7 separate regions of the Mus musculus genome follow, and regions 2, 3, 4, 5, 6 and 7 are each linked to region 1. The links are chromatin contacts, called in public ChIA-PET, Hi-C and HiChIP or PLAC-seq maps. All regions are on one chromosome and are shown on one strand. Each heading gives the region's core, a stretch centred on a gene start, on an enhancer-like site or on the middle of the called end of the contact. The rest is flanking DNA. Distances are from core to core; before and after follow the strand shown.

The links. A called contact is a pair of places that touch in the nucleus more often than the background predicts. ChIA-PET counts read pairs in DNA pulled down with a chosen protein or histone mark. HiChIP or PLAC-seq counts read pairs in DNA pulled down with a chosen protein or histone mark.
Region 2: a contact with region 1 is called in an RNA polymerase II ChIA-PET map of memory CD8 T cells, with 16 read pairs. The contact joins the promoter of Zfand3 here to the promoter of Srsf3 in region 1. A contact is called at or near these places in 2 of 115 datasets of contacts at active chromatin or transcription factors (memory CD8 T cells and pancreatic cancer cells).
Region 3: a contact with region 1 is called in an RNA polymerase II ChIA-PET map of effector CD8 T cells, with 6 read pairs. The contact joins the promoter of Def6 here to the promoter of Srsf3 in region 1. A contact is called at or near these places in 1 of 484 Hi-C or Micro-C datasets (CD8 T cells) and 3 of 115 datasets of contacts at active chromatin or transcription factors (effector CD8 T cells, memory CD8 T cells and pancreatic cancer cells).
Region 4: a Hi-C map of B cells shows a contact between it and region 1, with 7 read pairs. The contact joins the promoter of Ppard here to the promoter of Srsf3 in region 1. A contact is called at or near these places in 1 of 484 Hi-C or Micro-C datasets (B cells) and 1 of 115 datasets of contacts at active chromatin or transcription factors (memory CD8 T cells).
Region 5: a contact with region 1 is called in a FOXA1 HiChIP or PLAC-seq map of pancreatic cancer cells. The contact joins the promoter of Rpl10a here to the promoter of Srsf3 in region 1. A contact is called at or near these places in 2 of 115 datasets of contacts at active chromatin or transcription factors (memory CD8 T cells and pancreatic cancer cells).
Region 6: an RNA polymerase II ChIA-PET map of memory CD8 T cells shows a contact between it and region 1, with 30 read pairs. The contact joins the promoter of Cmtr1 here to the promoter of Srsf3 in region 1. A contact is called at or near these places in 1 of 39 promoter capture datasets (erythroid cells) and 2 of 115 datasets of contacts at active chromatin or transcription factors (effector CD8 T cells and memory CD8 T cells).
Region 7: an RNA polymerase II ChIA-PET map of memory CD8 T cells shows a contact between it and region 1, with 58 read pairs. The contact joins the promoter of Rnf8 here to the promoter of Srsf3 in region 1. A contact is called at or near these places in 3 of 115 datasets of contacts at active chromatin or transcription factors (bone marrow-derived macrophages, effector CD8 T cells and memory CD8 T cells).

What each region holds. Positions count from the first base shown.
Region 1 is chr17:29,031,111-29,034,050 of GRCm38.p6, reverse strand. It overlaps Srsf3 (serine and arginine-rich splicing factor 3), which reads right to left and starts at 1,391. Exons shown (of 6, transcript NM_013663.5): 1 at 1,265-1,391. Gm16196 (a long non-coding RNA gene) reads left to right here and starts at 1,428. Exons shown (of 3, transcript XR_876716.2): 1 at 1,428-1,535.
Region 2 is chr17:30,003,497-30,006,436 of GRCm38.p6, reverse strand. Zfand3 (zinc finger, AN1-type domain 3) reads right to left here and starts at 1,398. Exons shown (of 6, transcript NM_001356265.1): 1 at 1,129-1,398. The coding sequence starts at 1,199.
Region 3 is chr17:28,206,409-28,209,348 of GRCm38.p6, reverse strand. Def6 (differentially expressed in FDCP 6) reads right to left here and starts at 1,571. Exons shown (of 11, transcript NM_027185.3): 1 at 1,411-1,571. The coding sequence starts at 1,506.
Region 4 is chr17:28,231,184-28,234,123 of GRCm38.p6, reverse strand. Ppard (peroxisome proliferator activator receptor delta) reads right to left here and starts at 1,370. Exons shown (of 8, transcript NM_011145.3): 1 at 1,260-1,370.
Region 5 is chr17:28,327,080-28,330,019 of GRCm38.p6, reverse strand. It overlaps Rpl10a (ribosomal protein L10A), which reads right to left and starts at 1,549. Exons shown (of 6, transcript NM_011287.2): 1 at 1,402-1,549; 2 at 1,135-1,209; 3 at 973-1,053; 4 at 498-646. The coding sequence starts at 1,406.
Region 6 is chr17:29,659,124-29,662,063 of GRCm38.p6, reverse strand. It overlaps Cmtr1 (cap methyltransferase 1), which reads right to left and starts at 1,469. Exons shown (of 24, transcript NM_028791.6): 1 at 1,293-1,469. The region is part of intron 7 of Gm28043 (predicted gene, 28043); the gene reads right to left.
Region 7 is chr17:29,613,229-29,616,168 of GRCm38.p6, reverse strand. It overlaps Rnf8 (ring finger protein 8), which reads right to left and starts at 1,380. Exons shown (of 8, transcript NM_021419.2): 1 at 1,091-1,380. The coding sequence starts at 1,201. It overlaps Gm28043 (predicted gene, 28043), which reads right to left and starts at 1,380. Exons shown (of 28, transcript NR_132314.1): 1 at 1,091-1,380.

The sequences.
Region 1 (2,940 bases), core at 142-2,641:
TAACTTACCCTGTCTCAAAAACTAAGTGCATCAGGAAGGTGGTGTGCGCACGCACACACACACACCTTTGATCCCAGCACTCTGAAGGAGGAGGGAAATGATGAGTTGGAGACCAGATCTAAAAAAGTTGAGTAAACCAAGACAGCCAGCCTGATTTACAGCAAGAACTGTCTCAGGAACAAACAAAAATAAATATCTTGGAACCACACAAAGGTTCCACAACAAAACTATCATAGCTAGGAAGGCAAGCATGCTTGTGGCTCAACAGGCTAGAGGAATGACAGTTATGAAGTTTGCTAGTGACCCCCCGTCTTTTAGTAAAAAGTGCATAAAAGTAAATGTTGAGGTCTGCTAGGCATGTAGTGGCCTGCACCGTGCACCCTAAACTCCTGCGTAAAAGAATCTTTACTAAAAGGACATACAACATACAACCTTGAGGACATACACTCAGTAAGTCTTCAACTTCACACTTCCGAAATGAAAACCCTACTTAATAAGCCATTTAAGTGTCTTCCCTACTATACACCATAATGTTCAAACCGACTATTATCAAACTAAAAAATTTAACCCTATTTTGCCGTGACCCCACCCTGTGCCCAAGACTCAGTTGAGCGACCAAGCCATTCCGCGAAAATTAAAAAAACAAACAAAAAGACAAATGAAACTCATCCATCCCCGGTTTTCACACCTGTTAAAAGCAAATAGGTCAAAGAAAAACCCAACTCAAAGTGAACTATGATTTACATTAAGAAACGCAGCCTCATTAGAAAAGATTTTTAAAGCAAACACCAAGTCGGCATAAAAAAAAGATGAGACTGTAGGGGCTCAGTAAATACGAAAAGACCTGTCTTAAAAAATATATACAAAGTCCTCAAGACACTATACCAAGAAAACCAGGAGCAAGGAAGAAAAAGGCGCCATCAAACTAAAGGCCGCGACGTGGAGAATTCATTTAGAGATCTACCCCACACACACACACACACACACACACACACACACACACGCCGGCCACACCCCAGCCTGGAGCAATCCCTCTCCGAGCCTTCCTCCAAAGGACAAAAGATTAAGTCCGGGATTTACAGACTTGGAAGCATCTTCAACATTGCCCGGGGCCCCAGCCGCCGCCCGGGACCGAAAGTCACAAAATGGCGGCGGCGCCCCTTTGTCTCAATCTGGTGCCGCCATTGCGCCCGGCCCCACCTCGAGTCTGCGGAACTCCACCTCCCTCCCTCCACCTCCCTCCCTCCGTTCGCCGGTCCCTTACCGAGATCCTGGGTTCAAAAGGCCCAAGCTCAAATCCTAACGCTCCGACAGGCCCACCCGCTTCCCTCTGGTTCTGCTCCTACAGATTCTCGGTCTCGCGGCGTCACGAAATGGCGGACCACCACCGTCCCCTCGCCCTATTTATAGCACCCTGCTCTGCCACATGACCTGACCAGATCACCCAATCAGAGGCGGCGCAGGCTGTGACGTAAGCGCTACAAACGCTGCGAGAAACCGCGGTTACTGGGAGCGCGCGCCGGCCGTTCCGTCAGGTGGGTGGGGTACGCGCGGTGGCGCGAGCTCGTCGCCGCGTGCCGGCTTGTCCCGCAGATGCGGCGCTCGGCCCGGCCATCCCCGCGAGCCGCGCAGACGCCCCCTCTCCTCCACTTCCGCCTAGGCTGCAGCCGAATAAAGCTGTCCAGACTCTGCCGCCATTAATCCCGGGCGATGGCGGCTGCAGCCGCGGGCTCGGGTCAGAGTGAAACATGGACGCTTGCTTCCTCGTTGTGGGGCATCCATCGCAGACTAAGGAGCCTTATAGTCGCTCTCAAGGTCACCGAGCTTGGGCGACTTAACTGGTACCCCACGGTGCCCGGTCTGCGCCCCGATGCAGGGTAGAGCCTGCAAAGTTTGCTCAACTTTCGCTTTCCCGCCTCGCCCAAACCGCGCGCGCGGCAAATGCGACTTGATGAGGCTGCATGAAAAAACAAAAAAAAAAACAAGACAAACGGTCACAGGGCTCACTTTCCCAGGAGGAGAGCAAGGTTTTGCATAGGTTGCCTTTACGCTCTGAGCACGCAGCTCCGCCATGCAGATGCTAGGAGGGGCACCTGCGGCCTTTGTAAGGGCTTTGCTCTGGCTGCCAGACCTGTGGGTCTCCCTGGGCCTCTACACACAGACCCCAGGATAGCTGAATACCCTCGTTTGACAAGCCACATCGTTTGCCTCCAGCTCCCAGACGTATCCTCGGCCTGGCCCCCCTCAGGCTACTCTGATTTATTGGGGAGACTTAGTTGTTTCTGCTTCCAAGAAAGGTCAAAATATTAACCAGTTTTTCAGACACAACTCTAATGCTTTTGTTCCCCTAAGGGAGTTGTGGTGCAGGCTACAGTTGTTAAACCTGTTTTTGTTGTGACCTTCAGAAGATTCTAGCAAAACTTCATTTCCTTCTAGATCTTTTTTTTTCTTTCTGGGTTAGACATGCCTAGTATAGTAGTAATGGGGCTCATTTGAACGTCCTTTTGTCTTTTTCCTCTCCTCCCTGCCTCATAATCTCAGCTCTTGGCCCAAGGGAACAGGAGTCGAACTTTATGTTCATACATTTAGTGAGTTCTAGGCCAGAAAGAACTTCTTGAGATACTTTCTGAAAAACAACAAAAAATCTGATGTATCTAAATGACTTGTGATATTCTCTGTTCCAAAATTTTTTGGTTTGTAAAACAAACAAGTAATGACTACCAGGCTGGTGAGATGGCTCAGTGGGTAAGAGCACCCGACTGCTCTTCCGAAGGTCAGGAGTTCAAATCCCAGCAACCACGTGGTGGCTCACAACCATCCGTAACGAGATCAGACTGGAGTGTCTGAGGACAGCTACAGTGTACTTACATATAATAAATAAATAAATAAATCTTTAAAAAAAAAAAAAAAGTAATGACTACCTTTAATCCCAGCACTTGG
Region 2 (2,940 bases), core at 149-2,648, 970 kb before region 1:
CTTACACAGAACTAGTCATGAGCTGTGACCATTGCTTGTTAGGTGACAATCTAGAAAACCCAAAGTGTTCCAAGGACCAACTATAACTGCTGGTAGGAGTGGGGGGGTCCCATCTATCTATCTAATCTATTTGTAACTTCCCCCAACTCACCCTAATGAGGCATGGAATTCTATACTCTGTGTAGTGAACATTTAAAAAGAAAATTTTTAATAGGGAAAGAGAATTTGAGAGCCAAGGAAGGAAGGCAACTCTCACATTCCACAAGCTAGGCTGGCTGGAGGTTCTGTTGAGAAGTTTCTGTTTTCGGTTCGGTTTAGTTGGGTAGGGGTGTTTATCTGTTTGGGGGATTCCTTGTTGTTGTTTGTTGTTGCTGGTGGTTATGATGATGGTGGTGATGATGGTGATAGTGGTGGTGGTGGTGGTAGTGGTGGTGGTGGTGGTGGAGGAGGGGTTTTTTTGGACAGAGTAATTTTACAGACTCCCTGAAACATGTTTTAGATTAAAAAGTAAGACCCTCAACAATGCCTTTTAACTTTACACCCCAAGCCCAAATTCTGGACCCTGGATCTGTTCAAACGTATGACGTGTGAACAGCTTCCTAAAAGCAAATGGGGACTGAGATATAATTTAGGAAGTGATGATGCAAATCTCCCGGGGAGCAGCAGGGAGGAGGGGAGGTGAAAAAGTCAGAGGAAATACCCTCCTGATGGCTGGGCACCAACTCATACCAAGATGAGGGGGAGGCGGACTGGCCTCCACAGGCCAAGGGAAAAGGAAAAGGGGCAACCCTGCCCCGTCAGAAGTGCCAGCGCCGCCACCTCGTCCCTCCGGCTCACCCGTGGCCCCTCACCCCAAGCCGGCCTCGGGCCAGCGAGTCCCACAGAGGGTAGCGCGGCCCGAGCGGTCCTGGTCCTCCTGCTCCTCTTATTCCTATTCCTCCTCTTCTTCCTCCTCCCCCCCCCCCCACCAGCGTCCCCTTCCCGCAGCCCTCCTCAGGCCGAGGCCGCGGTCCCCGCCCGCTCCCCCGAGGCCCGGCTTCCGCGGCCCAGCTTCCCGGGGCTCTGGCCTCCCTCGGGTCCCCACCGCCACCCCGAGGCCCGAGCCCGCGCCCCTGCCCCCACACTTACCCCCAGAAGCCGCAGGGACAGCGAGGCGGCAGGCTGGGCGCTTTGCTGCGCTCGCTCCCGGCGTCTCCCATGGTGCTCGGCGGCGGCGGCGGCGGAGCTCGGAGGCGACGGCGGCTGGGCCTGAGCCCCCCTCGGAGGAAGCGGAGGCGGCGGCGGCAGCGGCGGGGGGCGCGGGGCGGGGGGAGGGGGAGGGAGCGGGCGCGCAGGCGGGCGCGAGTCCGGAGCTCCGAGCCGGGATTCCAGGCGGGTCAGCTGGAGGCGGGCCGCACCACTCGGCCTGCGGAGGGGGGGGGCGCGGCGAGGAGAGGGAGGGGAGCTGCGGAGGAGGGGCTGGGCCGTGCGAGCCGGGGAGATCTGGCGGCCTTGGCGGCTCTCTCCGCCGCCCCCCAGCCACGGCGCTGTCCCGTGCGGCGGCGCTGGCGGGTCCGGGGCTGGGTGGGGAGGAACCCGTAGCCCCCGCCGGCAGTGGAGTCGCAGCGGCCGGCTGTGACGCCCCGGGCCCCCGCTCGCTCCGTAATCCCCTCCCCCGCCCCGTAGACTGCGCTGACCGGACAATGGCCGCTCCGCCCCCTCCCCGAGGCGGACACCCCTCCCGAGGCGGCGCGATGGTCTCGCCCGGGGGAGCCACCGCCGCCGCCGGAGCCCGACGGATCAGCTGGGATCCGGGCGTGCCACTTTGTTCAGAGCCTCGGAGGCTGGGCGGTGCGTGCTCCTCCCGAGTTCCTCGTGCGAGCCGCCTCTCAGCCCTCCATCTTCCCAGGACTTTTACGAGAGCTAGCCTGCGCTCCTGGCTGAGGAAGGAGAGCGGGTTTCAGAGTCCTGTGGGGGAGCTTTGCCTCCACCCCCCAGCTGAGACAAATGGTACGCCCCAAGCGGGCCGGGGGCCCAATTAGTTGTTTGGGGTGACTTGGGTCGGTCCCAGAGCGGCGGCGCATGCGCCTGGAGACCTGGTAGTCTGTCCAGAGCTGGGTGGAGCGTTTCCAAACCCGGAAGTTGCCTAGGTGTCCTGCGTTCACCGCTGGCCGTCTGGGTCTTCAAGGCCACTGTTCTCGCGCCCCTGATGAGTGCCGCGAAGCGTTCCTCCCCAAACTGCCAGCCGCCGGAGAATCTCGCTTCCCATTTCCCCTACTCCCAACCCACTCAGACAGTTCCCCCGGAAAAGTGGCCTCCGTCCTGCCATAAATGAATTTCAGGAACATCTCTAGATAGCAAGTCGTGGGGCAGAAGGAACTTGCCCAAGTGTTTCACCCCTCTGATGTCCTCAGTTGGAGTACCCCAGGTCCACTCCCACTATCTTGATTTGGAAAACCTCCCTGGGGTAAATATGGTTGGTTTGGGGGAGAAGATTTAACTTGATCCCTACTGGACATTAATAAGTGGCCAAACTTGAGCCGTTGAAAGAATTCTTTAATATTCCTTACCACAGTCCTAAATTCTTTCTGTTCTCCAGTCAGCGGTGACCAGAATAGTCCACTAGCGATCACTAATTTGAACACAAAAGAAACGTCCACCAGAACTCTTGGAGAAGTGACCTGACCTTAAGGGGTTTGGAGCCAACTTAAAAGTCCAGAACTTACGGGAAGGCTACCATGTACCCTCTCAACTCCAAGGGAACCCAGCCCCAGAGAATATTACTTAGACTAACTTTATTACCAAATAGTACTTTTCCTTTCCTTTATATCAGTTTGGGCATTCTCTGAGTTTGTTTCCGCTGACATCCATTCTCATGGCCTCTAAATACCTAAAAACCAGGAATTACACTGAGTTTAGAATCCTTGCAACAGTACAACTGAGGGAAGACAATGATCACAA
Region 3 (2,940 bases), core at 322-2,821, 820 kb after region 1:
AGGGGCTGGTCAGAAGCTAACGGGGGGGGGGGCTCTAATTGGGAGGCCTTTCTAACTGATGACACCAAGGGCTGCACACTATGCACACAAGGCACACAGAGAGCCTGGAGAGGGGTCAGAAGTCACAGAGATGGAACATAGTATCTTGGGAGCAAGAAGCCATGTGGTGGAGTACTAAAGAGACAGGGTTTGGGGGAAGGTGTGTGTGTGGGGGGGGGGGGCACAGTTTCTACAGGATTGGTGTCTGGATGACCTGTTTTTCTTTCTGGGCAGAACTCAACTCGGTGACGAGAGCTGGGCAGACATGGGAAGGGCTAACCTTGCCTCTCTAGGGAACCAGAGGTGGTACTGGACTCTCTTTCCTGGGGCAGTAGAACCTTAGTCATTAGATGCTCAGAAAGCCAGCTCAGCTGGGTAGATGGAGCTGGCTAGAGCTTCTAAGTTCATAGGACCCAGCTTCAGCAATGTCGGAGTTGAGACAGAGGTGGGCCATGCCTGTTCTGTGCCATCTGCCTCCCAGGGTTCCTATCATGGTTGTGAACAGTGGAAATTGTAAATACCCAGATCTTGAGGGGCGAGTGGGAGGCAGACACAGCCTCCTGTGGTGCTCCAGGTAAAGTATTTACAGAGAGTGACTGGATCCCTAGCAGGGTTGAGGCTACTCTGACACTTGGCCCAACACTCCCTGGCTCCAGCAGCCTAGACTTCTGCTGGTTTCTCCTACATTCTCCCCTGGGAAGAAGACACCTACCCAGGAAGGAGAGAGCTCCTTCCGCTCCTTGGAACTGTCCAGGCCTAATGGTTTTAAGATGATGGGGGTGAGTAGAGTGTGTGTGTGTGTGTGTGTGTGTGTGTGTGTGGTCACGGAAGAGGTTTTCTCAGACCCGGCTTCCCCGACACCCTCAGCCCGAGGTCTTATAAGATAAATCTCCCAACCTGTTCTGTTCCTGCGCTGATAGGTGGCCCACATTACCGCTTGCTTCAAGTCGCCAGCTTGCTTTGCAAATGGAGGAGGCTCTCAGAGCCAAGGGCAAGCACTAACTGTTTTTCTTCAAAGCCATGAGGAAGCCACAGGGAGGAGCAGGGTACGTGCCCAAGCATGACGCTGGGGAACCCACAAGGAGCCCGGGAAGGGGCCTGGCTACTCAATCTCGGAACCTCGTGATGCCACCTCTACTGTCTGTCCAGTCAGGGTACTTGGTTCTAGACAGTGGCTTCTGGTGGCATGAGCCCTCTGGGGAGCATCCACTGAGCTACGCTGCCTTTGTGGCCCCGTCAGCGCTCCACCCGGGGCCAGGGCTGCTGGATGGCAAGGTGTCTGCCAGTAGCAAAGGCTTCCGTGGCTGACTCTCTGGGGTGGGAGCTGGCACGTTGAGTCAGCCTCCCCTGAGCCCCAAGGATGCCACTCACCTTGAGTTGGGACTTGGAGACCTTGCCGCTCTTCTCCACGTCCAGTGCAGTGAAGGCGTACCAGATAGACTTGAGCAGCTCCTTGCGCAGGGCCATGGCTGAGGCGCCCGCCCCGGCCCAGGGGCGGCTCTGACACCAAGATCCGGTTTCAGGAAATGCAAACGGCTGCAGACCGCAGAGAGGCCCTGGTGCAGAGCGGAGCGAGAGCTCCACCTGCCTGTTCCCTCTTGCTTCCAGGGCCTAGCCAGCTGCTCTCGCCACGCTCTGCTTCCAGGGCTGACCCTCCCAGAGCTGGAGCCCTCCTTTGGGCCCTGGCTCCCTCAGCACAGATAGTCACTTTAGAAGCCTGCTTGCCTCAGGATCTTCCCAGGCTCCCAGTGGTAGCTCTAGAGAGAGGAAGCAGGCCCTTCCAGACTTGGAGGGACACAGGATCAGGAGTCAAGCTTACCAAGTGGAAGCGATTGGATGAGTTAGCCCCAACAGTCTACTCTTAGTACGTTCCTACCTCACAGAGCTGTGTGGGTGCCTGAGACTGGACAGAAAGAAAACTGTAGGCCCTGTAGGCCCGGGACAGGATATTTCTTTAGAGCCACCCAGCAGAAGCTCAGTGCAGAGTTCTACCCAAGCAAAAGCAACCCAGCGGAGGAAGGACAGAGCCAGCTGCTTCTCCGCTTCTCCACGACAGGGTGCCTTGGCAGTTTGGTTTGCTGTTTCCCCCTCCCCGGGCCTTGGCTCTAAAAGAAACTTCAGAATACTGCCCACTTTGTACTTGATGGCTTTCAAGACACCAGAGCCTGTATTTAGGCACACAGGGTGACCTTGACAGTGGGGCTCACGTCAGAAATCCAGTCAGGGGCAGGGCAGGCCATGGGCAGAGCCCTCTTCAGCAGCCTCCACTTCTTCAGATGCAATGCCCACACAGATCATGGTGGCCATTAAATTTCAATGAAGTCAGTGGAAGCTAATTCTGGAGTTGTGCTCCACCCATCCACCTACTCACTCACAGGGGCATATACCCAGCCCCTCCACTTGCTCCTCACTTGGAGTTCTAAAACCTTGGGATGAGTTTGAGACCACCTAGGCTATGAAGAACAGTTCTGTCTCAAAAACAAACTATAAAAAAGCCCAGAAGGGGGGAGGGAGGAAGGGAGGGGAGAGAGAGAGAGGAAGAGAGAGAGAGAGAGGAAGAAGGAGGAGGAGGAGGAAGAGGAGGAAGAAGAAGAGGAGGAGAGGGGGAAGAGGAAGAGAGGAGGAGGAAGAGGAGGAGGAAGAAGAGGAGGAGGAGAGGAAGAGGAGGAGGAGGAGAGAAAAGATCCCAGCTGAGCAACAGCAAATGAGGGCTTCCTTAGGTGTCCCAGGAGAGGATAATCTTATGCACTTGGTCCCTGATTTCCTGGCTCTGTCAGCAGGAAGGGGCTGGGGGCTCATGAGAGCATCATACAGAGAGATGACGAGGAGGGAGGGAGAGGCTCCCACAGTTCCCACAGTGTTCCTACACAGCTGTGGGTAGCATTATAGCTGCTCTTCATG
Region 4 (2,940 bases), core at 121-2,620, 800 kb after region 1:
CCACACCCCACAGAAATAAATAAATGTAACTTGTAAGCAAACATTCTAGAGCCAGTACAGGGAGGAAAAACCAAGTTTAAAACCAAGGGCAGGGCTGGTGAGATGGCTCAGTGGGTAAGAGGTACCCGACTGCTCTTCCAAAGGTCCGGAGTTCAAATCCCAGCAACCACATGGTGGCTCACAACCATCCGTAACGAGATCTGACACCCTCTTCTGGTGTGTCTGAAGACAGCTACAGTGTACTTACATATAATAAATAAATCTTTAAAAAAAAAAAAAAAAAAAACCAAGGGCATAGCTTCTGCTCTTAGCTGTATGGAAAAGGGCAGTGCGTGGAAGGCACCGTATCATGGTTTAAATACATTCCATAATATCCCAAATGAGTCCTGTTTCCTGAAAGGGTGAAAAGAGTTATATGAAGCCTCTGGCTACCCCTGGCACACACCCAACTCAGAGCCGTCTCCCCCAAGGGTTCCTGGAAGTCAACAGACTCATAAAGGGGAAGTATTATAAAGCTGAGATTACGAGGGCCTACCAACTGGCCATCCCTCCCAATACAACACCCAGTGAAACCTGTGACCCGAACAAATCTGGTCAAGCTGGCGCTCAACACCCCACTCCCAGCTCAACTGAAGGTGAAACGGAAGCCTATCGTGCACCTCTGGGTTCTCCTCAAGCAGAGGCATAAAAAAAAAAAAAAAAAAAACTAGAAGCGAGGCAGTCGGGTGACAGGAGGTGAAAAGGACAGGAGATGAGAGCTGAGCCTAAGTGGGGCCTCTGCCGGTAGCCAGGATAGAAGGGGCTCGGATAAACCGGACTGGCTCACAACATCCTAAAGAAGATGGGGAGGGATAGGGCAACCCGAAAACGGGTCAGAGAGGAGGAGAGCACTGACCGACAGGGCAAGGATGGAAGGCTATCGAGGGAGGCAGGAAGGATCTCCAAGGAGGGCCTGGGTAGCGGGACAGCAAGGGAGGCGCTCAGAAAGGGGGTCAGAAGGGAGGTGACATGGGGTTCTTTGGAATTGAGAGGAGATGAAGCCACGGGGCTTTAGAGGGATCAGGGTGGGTGGGAGGAGGGAGGGAGGCCGGCTCCGAGCAACCACAGGGGTCCCTGCGGTGGAGACCCCAGCGGTGGCTCCTCAGCGCGCAAGCCGAGCATAGACGAGCCGCAGAGGCGCGGAAAGCGGCTCTCGGAGCCCCTGACCCCACCATCCACCTCAGCCCGGGCCGCGCTGGCCTCTCCCGATCCGCACGGACCTGTCCCGGCCGCCTCTCGCGCCGCTGCCGCCGTCCCGCAGGCTCCGCAGAATCCCCCAGCTCCTGCCAAAACTTTTCCCATTAATCCCCAGGTCCGCCGCGGCCTGCGGCGTCACACGCTCCCAGCCCCGGCGCCGCCCCCAGCCCCGTGATGTCACCGCGCCGCTGGCTCCCTCCCCCACAACTAAGCACTCGCCCCCGCCCCCTTCCGCCATAGCAGTAGCCAATCGCCGCGCCGCCTGGAGCCACTCCTTTGACAGCCATCGCTCCGCCCACTGCACAGCTGCCCTGGCGCGTCTGCAGCGCCCTCTGCAGTCAGACGTGGGAGCAGCAGCTGAGGAAAGCGCTGGGGAGAAGTTAGGGCTGGTCAAAGCAAGCCTCACGAAACGATATTTAAAGCTTTAAAGCGCGGAAAGAAGGTGGAGGTCATCTAATACAACCTCCTCACTCTTCCTGAGAAGAAACTAGGCATAGACTTGTGTGGTTTGAAGCAAGAAGCAAAGCTAAGGGCGGTGGGGGAAGGAATAGAGGCAAACTGTAATTTTCAGAGGCGCTTGGGAGAGGCATATGGTGGGAGACTTGGGAATGAAAATACAGACGCATACGTTTTACAAAATATCTATTTTTATATGTCAGAGTGTTTTGTCTGCATGTCTGTCTCTGCACCATGTGCGTTCAGTGCCTGCAGAGTCTGGAAGAAGGCGTTGGATCCCCTGGAAGTGGAGTTACAATGGAGAACTTCCATGTAGATGCTGGGAAGCGAGCCTCTTCAAGAGTAGCAAGCGCGATCTTCACCACTGAAGCATCTCTTCAGCACCCCCAATTTTTTAACTGGTGGCTAGTTCAATGGCTCAACGGGTCATCGCTTTGTCTCCAAGCCTGAAGACTTGAGTTCAGTCCCTGGGACTGCCTCCTGAAGGTTATCTTCCAATCTCTACACACCGCATGTGCACTTTCATATACACCCACACAAGAAAAAAGAAAGATCTGGAAGGCATGATGGCACTCTAACTCCAGCACTCAGGAGGTAGAGGACCCGTTTGAGGTCATTTTTAGCAATGGAGAAAGTTTTGGGCCAGCCTGTGCTTATAGGCCTTGTGAAGCCAAATAGAAAACAAATTTTAAAAGAACTTTTCTCCCACTTGAGATTTCTGTCGCTGGATGTCAGGGACCAGACAAGACAAGAACTCTGTACCTGGGCTTGCCTGTCACCCCAACTCATCATATACCACAGAGAGTATGTAGCCAGAAGGCAATCTGTCACTGGCTGGTTTCATCATCCTAGAATGAACAAAACTTGGCTGGCAGGAAAGTCAGCAGGCACCTCCCTCCTCCACACCGCCATTAAAGGTCACCTCTGCCCGGTCTGGCACTCCTTACAGTGCATCCTTAGCTCGCTGGATTGGAGAACCCCACACCACTTTTTTTCTGCTTTGTTTTCGAGTGTGTGTGTCTGTGTGTGTGTGTGTGCGCGTGCGCACGTGCGCGTGTGCACTTGGAGGACAGAGAAGGGTACTGTGTGTCTTCCAAGGATAGGTTTCCACGGTTTTCCTTTGAGGCCTGGTCTCCTGATGCATGCACGAGCGGTTCTGGTTTGGTGGGATAGGCTGTCAGCCATCAAGCCTGGGCTATCCTGGTTCTGCAATTACAGGAATTCACAGGACCACACCCTGCTTTTCCC
Region 5 (2,940 bases), core at 300-2,799, 700 kb after region 1:
GGACCAAGGCCAGCTATCTGAGAAGCCTCAAGCAGGCCTGGGAACCATAATGTCACCTGAGAACACAGCTCAGTGACAGGGCACAGTCCTGAGCACTTCTAGAGGATAACCTTAGACCCCAGGCTGGCAACATCAGTAAGACTCAGTATTACTCCAAATCTTAAGACAGATGGAGAAACCTTCTATCTATAAAAGCAGGCATGACAACTGCCTAGCTCACAGTGGATAACTATTCCCAAAATGTATGCGGAGACAGGGGCTACCATGGAGGCTAACACGTGGGAGACACTTGTGACCCCTCCCTCGATAGGTTGTTAACTGAAAAGACTTGAAACCCAAACCAATAGCTGGCTATGAGTCAACTGCACACACTGGCGAGAGGGGAGTATCAGACCAGCCTGTGGGGCATTTTCTAACTGGTTGTGAAGCCCAATGTGTGCTGCCACTCCTGGGCAGGGGGTCATGGGTTGTGTTCAGCCCTAGTGAGCCCCACCTACCCAGCTTCTTGACCAACTTCTTGTTTTTGTTAAGCTTCTTGAGCGCCTCGATGTCCATGTGGGGGATATCCACGGCCTTGGCTTCATCACAGTGCTGCTGGTCCCCCAGAACGCACACCGAGAACTTGGGGCGTGGGGTGGACTTGAGCCTGCGTTTGGGAGGGGAGAAAACAGAACAGGTCATGGTCGGCGCTGGCCATCCCGCTAGATCTGAACGCATGGCAGGGAGCGGCAAGCCTTACCCGGAGCTCTGGGCAACACTAGCCTGGCTTCTCAGGCTAGGCGGCGGGCTCGGCCGAGGCCTCCCCACGCCTCCCCTCTTGTTTTAAGACCCAGGGTGGGGGTCCGTCCAGCCTGCCTGCCTGCAGCAGGGCTCCTGAACTACCCTGGCACGTCAGTGTCCCCGTGCCCGCCTAGGGCGCGGCCAGGCCACACGGGAACACTGAGGGCTGGGTGGGGTTAGAGCGGTGCCAACCTGACGGTGCCCGAGAAACGTTTGTCCTTCTGAGGGTCGTAGTTCTTCAGGCTGATCTGCAGCTCCACCGTCTCCAGAAACCTGAGCGAGAGGGGAGCTGTGAGCCAGGGTCGCCATGGCCGGGGATGCTCGCCCTGCCCCGGGAGGGAGGCCCGCGCTCACTTGCGGCGCTTGCGCTGGTTCCCGTGCAGGACTTCCCGCACCGCCTCGTACAGGGTGTCGCGTGAGACTTTGCTGCTGTTGGGGAGAAGCGAAGGCGTTCGGGGCCGGCCATGCTGCACCCCGGGCCCGATGACAGGCCCACGGCACGCTGGGGAAAGGCTCGCGACGCGGGGCAGTCGCCGGGAGAGCCTCCGAGACGGGCCGCGGGGCGTCCGCGGGCGTGTGGGTGCACGGATGGCGGCGGATAGCGCCACGATAACAACTTACCTCATGGCTGCGGCTGCCGCGGAAACCGGAAAGAAGGCAGAGCGCTTTGCGCATGCGCTCAAATAGAGCCCGCGTTCTCGCGAGAGTTGCCCGTTACGGGCACGTTCCGCGCTCAGCCAAGCCGGAGAGGCGCTGCAGTTTGCGGCCGCTGGGGGGGCGCCACCACGCGGCTGCACCGTGAGAACCGCTCTAGGAGCAGCAGGCAGTCCTGCATTGGGACAAGGGCTGAAGCCGGGCCCTGGGATTGGATTTCTCCCTGCTTTCTATCTTCTGCCTGCCCCATGACTTCCAGTCCCCGGCAGAACCGGTCTCCGTCATCGCCTAATTTGGTGATGAGCCCCGCAGAGCCACTGGGCAGCCGCCCCCTCTAGCCGTGCATTGTGCAATGGTCCGGCCACCGCATGTGGGCAGAGGCATGGATGACAGGAATAGCTTGAGGAAATGACCCTTGCTGAGATCTGCAGAACGGGAAAGCGCCTTGTGACTAGATTAGGATCAGATGTGCCTGGCTTAAGCCTAAGCCTCCACCTGGGAGGAGGCGCCCACCAGTCTATCCTGGCCATCTGTATAAACCGCCCCTGATTCAGCCTCCGGGCAAGGTGGACTTTGGACAAATGCCCCTGTCCTGTCTCAATTAGTTGGCATTTCAAACAAAGTCGTTCTTGTTACTTGACCCCGGTCTTCGCAGTTAATAGAGAGGCGCCGGGTCAAGGAGCGTTTGCAGGGAGCCTCCAGATCTGGAGTGACTCATTTGGAGGCATGTCACCCTCTCTGGGAACAAATCACAGATGTAGCCAGCACCCACCATTTCCAGGGAGCAGACCTACGAATAGCTCATCTCGCCTGAGCACACACACAGCAAACAGCAGGCAGGATGAAGCAGGTTCCCACAGGGTCAGAGCAGAGCAGGCAGGTTGAAGCTGCAAGTGCCATCCACACTCTAAAGGCCATCAACATGGTGAGCGGCTGACGTCTGTCTCTTAGACATTGTTCCCCTTGCTTCTGTAGTCAGATTCAGCTTGTTCTCAAAAGCCAGACCTTCTCACTGGACTGACCTCCTTGCCTCCCTGGAACAGGGACTCAGAAGCACCCAGAAACCTCAGTTCCCCACCCACTGCAGGGCTAAGGTAGGAGGATGCTGTCATGAACTTTCTCAGGCTAATTCAGTCACATCAGTTTGGCAAATTTTTGTTTCTTGGCATAGCCCCGACTCTCTTGGAATTCGCTCTGTAAACCAGGCTGGCCTTGAAATTAGAGATCTGCCTGCCTCGATCTCCTGAGTTCCAGGATTAAAGGTGTGTGCCACCGTGCCCAGCTGTGTGCTAAATATTTTTTGAGTGAGGTGCTGTGGAAATACAGATGTCACACAGGTCTGCAGCAGGCACCCTGTGTCTTTTCAGCCCATGGTGGGTTAGACATCCCTCAGATCCCAGTCCAAACCTTTGCTGCAGCTGAAGACAGAGTTCAGAGTTCTAGCAGGCCTAAGACTCCGGCTCAGCATGAAAACAAAAGTTATGGGTCCCAAGCCCACCCTTGCCC
Region 6 (2,940 bases), core at 220-2,719, 630 kb before region 1:
AATCTTTAAAAAAAAAAAAAAGAATTACAGGCCGGGCGTGGTTGTGCACACCTCTAATTCCAGCACTTGGGAGGCAGAGGCAGGCGAATTTCTGAGTTGGAGGCCAGCCTGGTCTACAGAGTTCCAGGACAGCCAGGGCTACACAGAGAAACCCTGTCTCAAAAAGTCAAAAAAAAATTACAAAATCTTCAGGAAAAGTAGTGTATTCAAAGAACTCAGAAAAGAGAAAAGACTTAAAAGTTGGAGGTACACTGGTATCTTTGGGGAACAGGGACGCTGGGATACAAGAACAGACTTCTCTGGCGTTTGAGTCAGACATATAGTTTTAAGACCATGTGTTGTTTTGACTATGAACTGATACTCAATATTGTCTATGAAAATCAGAGCCAGTTCAACTTATTTCAAAATATTTGCTGGGGTGGAGGGAGAATGAGCATCAGCAGTCGAGGTAAGAAAGTAATGGAATTTGAAGGGATATAGCAATCCCTCCCCTTGAAACCTAGCAAAAGGTTTCCGTATTTCCAGCCCGAGGATGAACCTGTGGACCCAATGTACGATCATCCCAATCTCAGGTGGCAATTTCCTAAGTGACAGTAGCAGTGCCTATTAGAGGAAAGCAGGAAAGCCAGGCGACTGAGCCAACAGAAAGCCAGGCCCGAGGAGCCACATTTTTACTTGACATCACAGATAGGTGAGCCTACTGGAAAGCTCATCGCTGAGGCTTCACAGCACATAAAATGGGTCTCATTTAACTCTTAAGTCGTCCCGGTGGGTGTGGGTGAAGCGGGGGTGGGGGGTGCCACTGGGAACTCAGTGTGGTCTGCGATGGGGCAAGTGAGAGAACAGGAAACAGCTTTGTAGAAGGGCAAGGCGGCAGATACGAACGTCCCCCTCCACCACAGCACCTTCGACTGGGGCCTCGCAGGGAATCCAAGCCAATCCTCTCATTTCCTCGGCCAGGGGAAGGCCAAAGGGCTATCGAGTGACCTACAATGGCAGACGCGCTGTGACCAGGCACTTCTAAGCGCTGCTAACCCCCGTATGCAGAGGGGAAAGAAGGGAACGCCATCTCCCCGACGGAGCTTCTCCTTTGGAAACGTCAGGTGTGATACTGTGTGCGCGGCGACCAGCAGCAGCGGCAACCTCGGCTCCGAGAGGTTGCTGGGGACAAGACAGGGGGCAGGAGCAGAGAGAGGCTACCCGAAAGCGGGCAAAGCGGCCGCCGCAGGGGAAGGATGCTGTGCCCGTGCGCCCGCCCGCTCGCACCCCCGGGGCCGCGCGCCTGCACTCACGCTGAGGGGATGGGGCGAGTAGCCGGCGAGCGGAGACGAGGGACCAGGCCGCCACTGTCGCCGCCCAGGCTGGCCCTGCAACCTCCTCCTCCCTCACTTTCGTTTTCCTCGCAGGGCCGGCTAGCTGCGCGGTCGCGCTCGGAACCCGCCCCGCGGGCGGCGCCGCTTGATAACGTCACGAGCCCGCCAGCCCCGCCCCCGCTGGGCTCAGGCTTGGCCCTGGGGAACTGCCCAGGTCGCACAGCGCGCAGGACCCGAGGCGCCTGCGCGGAAGGGGGACCGCGAAAGAATGGGGGGGCAGAGAAAAGCCACTAGGAAAATAACCCTTGTCTACTCTCGCCCTAAAGAAGGGAAATCAATACTTCACCTCAGTTTATTCATCTTGTTATGGATTACCTGAAGAAGGAAAACTCCCAAGATGTCTTAATAAATCATGTGGAGTCTTTATTATTTATTACCACCGGTGGGGCTGTCTCAGGCAGAGGAGCGGGAAGCACCCTCGGACCTCCAGTTTGTTCGACATTTTAAAGACAAGGACTGCAACTGTGATGTATACAGAAAGGCAGCTCCAAACATGTGCAACAAGCAAACATTGCTTTTTTTTTCTTTTCAGAAGCAGAGTGATAACAATTAAATGGTCAGGCAGTTAACCTTTAGGTCAGAATCACAATCACATGGTATAGAAATTTATGGCTGATCAAGAGACCAGTTTAGCATAAGATTTAATGACTGGTCGAAGTGACCGGAGACGAATTTTTGCCCAAAATAGTTTTAGCAATGAAAGTATTCTTAGGAGCTAGGTGGTAGTGTCGAACACCTTTAATGCCAGCACTCAGAAAGCAGAGACAGGCATATCTCTGTGAGTTCGAAGCCAGCCTAGTCTACATAGCTACTTCCAGGACAGCCAGGGATATATTGTAAGACCCTGACTTGGAAAGTGGGAAAAAAAAATCCTAGAAAGTGTTTCACAACATGGCGTAACTAGTTTGGTAGCTTACTACAGTATCGTCATTATATAGATTTAAGAATACAGTCAGAGGAGCCGGGCGTGGTGGCACACGCCTTTAATCCCAGCACTCGGGAGGCAGAGGCAGGCCTATTTCTGAGTTCGAGGCCAGCCTGGTCTACAAAGTGAGTTCCAGGACAGCCAGGGCTACACAGAGAAACCCTGTCTCGAAAAACAAAACAAACAACAACAACAACAAAAAAGAATACAGTCAGAGACACAAACTGGCCAAGGTCAAAGACCTGTTCCTGTTCCATAGGACATATTTAACATTGGACTAGGCATAGCTCAGTGTCAAGACTGTTCGTCCGGTACACACCAGATCCTAGATCTGATTCTCAATGCCTCAGACTAAAAGAAATAATGGCATCTGTGGCATTTGACCATATGCACTGAGATGGGCTGTAACTCTAACTCCTCTTCCCATTTTCAGACCAATATAACTTTGTTGGACATTCTCAGCTGCGTTTGTCTCTTAAACCCCGAGACTTCAAATGTCAACATATGTTCTCCCATAATGCTGCTTTTTTTAAAAAAAAAAAGGATTTTATTTTTATTTTATGTGTATGCGTGTCCTTCATGCACGTATGTATGTATGCCACATGCATATAGTACCCTTGTAAGCCAGAAGACAGCATCGGA
Region 7 (2,940 bases), core at 131-2,630, 580 kb before region 1:
ACCTGGAGGCGGGAGCTGATGCAGAGGCCATGGAGGGGTGCTGCTGACTGGTTTGTTCAGCCTGCTTTCTTATAGAACACAGGTGCACCAGCCAAGGGACAACCCCACTCACAATGGGCTGGGCCCTCCCCTATCAATCACTAATTAAGAAAATGCCTTACAGCTGGATCTTATGGAGACATTTGCTCAATTAAGTTTCCCTCTTTTCAGAGGACTCTGGTTTGTGTGCCAAGTTGACAAAAGACCAGCCAGTACACATGACCAACATTCAGTACTGTACAGGCTTTCCAAAACCTCAAGGATTCTACATTGCAAGCGCATCCCTGACCCAGTTCTGCTTCCAGAGCAGACTGCAAGGATTGAAAGCCCACAACAGCACCCAGCACCTCTCCCCCACTTAGAACTGTTCCTCCCACTTTGTCTTTGTTTCTAATTTTGCGTTTGTGGAGCTGCAGATACAGCTCATTTGGTAGAGTCCTTGCCTTCCAAGTTCTGTGACCCTGCGTTCAATCCCCAGCACCGGCCTTTTAAGTCAGCTTTACATTGTGAGCAGTTTCTGGAGAGAAGGCTGACCCACTTCAGGAGTGGCCCACCCCGACGCTCCAGTTCCCCTCGGAGATGGAATGGAAGACTTTTATTTTCAGTATTACAGTTCGAGGGGTTTAGGCATGCTACCCTTAAACTCCTGATCACACTTAAAATCAACTCCAGAGAGTCCACGCCCTCCGCAGCCTTCCAGGCGTCCATCTTCAGACTCCCTAGACAGGTTCGCCACTCCTAGGAATCAGTGGGGACGCCTCTGCCTCAGTTTCTCCGTCTCTGATAGACCCTTAACTGGGACAGTGCCTGTTCTCGACCCCATCCTTCTCCTCGCTGGGAGGCCCGCGTCCGTTACAGCGGCTCCGGCACGGGTCCCGCTCCCGCGCAGCCGCCCTCCAGCTCGGGCCTCAAGCCGCGGACTCGCCTGGCCTCGCGGCCCGGTCCCTCCGGGCCCTGAGGTGGCCGGAGCCCGCTGCCTCGGCGCCTCCCCGCCGACCGGTGTGCGCGGCCTTCCCCCGCTCCCGCAGCTCGCCAGGCCTCTCGCCCTCACCTCAGTCCCAGCCTCCAGCTGCAGCCACTCGCAGTCCATCCCCAGCCGCCGCAAGCACCAGCTCCGGCGGGCCGCGAGCTGCCCCGAGACCAAGGGGTCGGGCTCGCCCATGGCCCGACCGGCACTGGGGCAGCGTTCAGCAACCAGCCAACCTCTAGCCTGAGCTCCGGCCGCCTCCGAGGTTCCTCTCGCGCAACTTAATCTACACACAAGACAGAAGCAATCGCCCGGGGATCGACCGCGTTGAGAGCGCGGGCCCGCCCCAGGCCTGGGAAGGCGGGCAGTGCGCGTGCGCAGCGGGAGGCGGGCGGGAAGTGCGCAGGTGTGAGCCTGAAGAAGGACGAGCGTAACGTCTGCTGCGGACAAAATCCTAAACTAAAGCATAGATTTTAGGACTTGGAGGATGGCTCAACGAGTAAAGCTACTTGCTGGCAAGCGTGGAGACGATGCTCAGGCTTCACCTATATGGTGGCTGGGGAAAACTGACTTTTCAAATTGGCCTCTGACTTCCAAATGCGCACCCTAGCGGGTGGGTGTGGGTGTGCGCGCGCGCCTGTGTGCGCGCAGAGTAATAAACACTTAAAAGTTATAGATTAAAAATTATAGTAAACAACAGAAACACTCTCTTTCCTTGGGTTCGTGAGTATAATAATGACTTTCCCAATACCTTCTTTCCTCTCTGCGCTCTCCAAAGCCAGTACCCCAGATCCAGCAGCAATGAACCTGAACCTTTATTTGTATCCCACCCCTTTTTCCTTTGGCAGAGTGTGGTGGAGGATGAGGAGTTCAAGGGCATCTACCGCTATGCAGTGAGTTAGAGGCCAGCCTGGGATATGAGACCGTGTCTACAAAACAAACAAAAATTGCTTTATAACACGGTGATGACGGCCATAACCATTTTATTGAGAACTATAGCCTACTTTGGGTTGGGAGTAGGAGATTCTGAACATTGAACACACAGCCAAGGATGTACTCTGTAGCTAAATTATACCTCCACCCCATTATAACCCACTTTTGAGTGATTTAGAAAAGTCTGATCATTTTAAGGTTGATTCAGTCTATTCCTATTTAGCATCTATTTGTTTTTCATGACCTCATTTTGTTTCTGAATCTTTAAAAATTATACCAGGCAAATCTGTAGAGATGGATCGCATTACCTGGGGCTCATACAGGGTACAGAAGGAATGGAAATGGGCTTGAAGGGGCTAGGGAGATGAAACTCTCCCTTCTCTCTCCACGCTGAAGTTTGGGTGTTTAAGATATGTGTGTATGGGCTGGAGAGATGGCTCAGCGGTTAAGAGCACGGACTGCTCTTCTGAAGATCCTGAGTTCAAATCCCAGCAACCACATGGTGGCTCACAACCACCCGAAAGGAGATCATGAGATCTGGTGCCCTCTTCTGGTGTGTCTGAAAACAGCAACAGTGTACTTACATATAATAAATAAATCTTAAAAAAAATAAAAAAAAGATATATGTGTACATGTTTTGCCTGCATGTATGTCTCTGAGCCAAGTGCATGCCCAATGGCTGCAGAAACCAGAAGAGGTTGTTGGATCCCCTGGAACTGGAGTTTATTATTTTTATGGATTGTTTTGGTTCGGTTTATTTTTATGTATGTGTCTTGCCAACATGTATGTATGTACCACGCGTGTGCCTAGTGCCTGTGATGTCCAGAAGAGGATATCAGATCCCCTGGAGCTGAGGTAACAGATAGTGAGCCATCATGTGGGTGCTGGGCACCAAAGCCATGTCCTCTGGATGAGCAGCTCATCTTGATGTGCCATTTCTCGTACCTGATGTTGTTTTTTGTTGTTGTTGTTGTTTCGAGACAGAGTTTCTCTGTATAGCC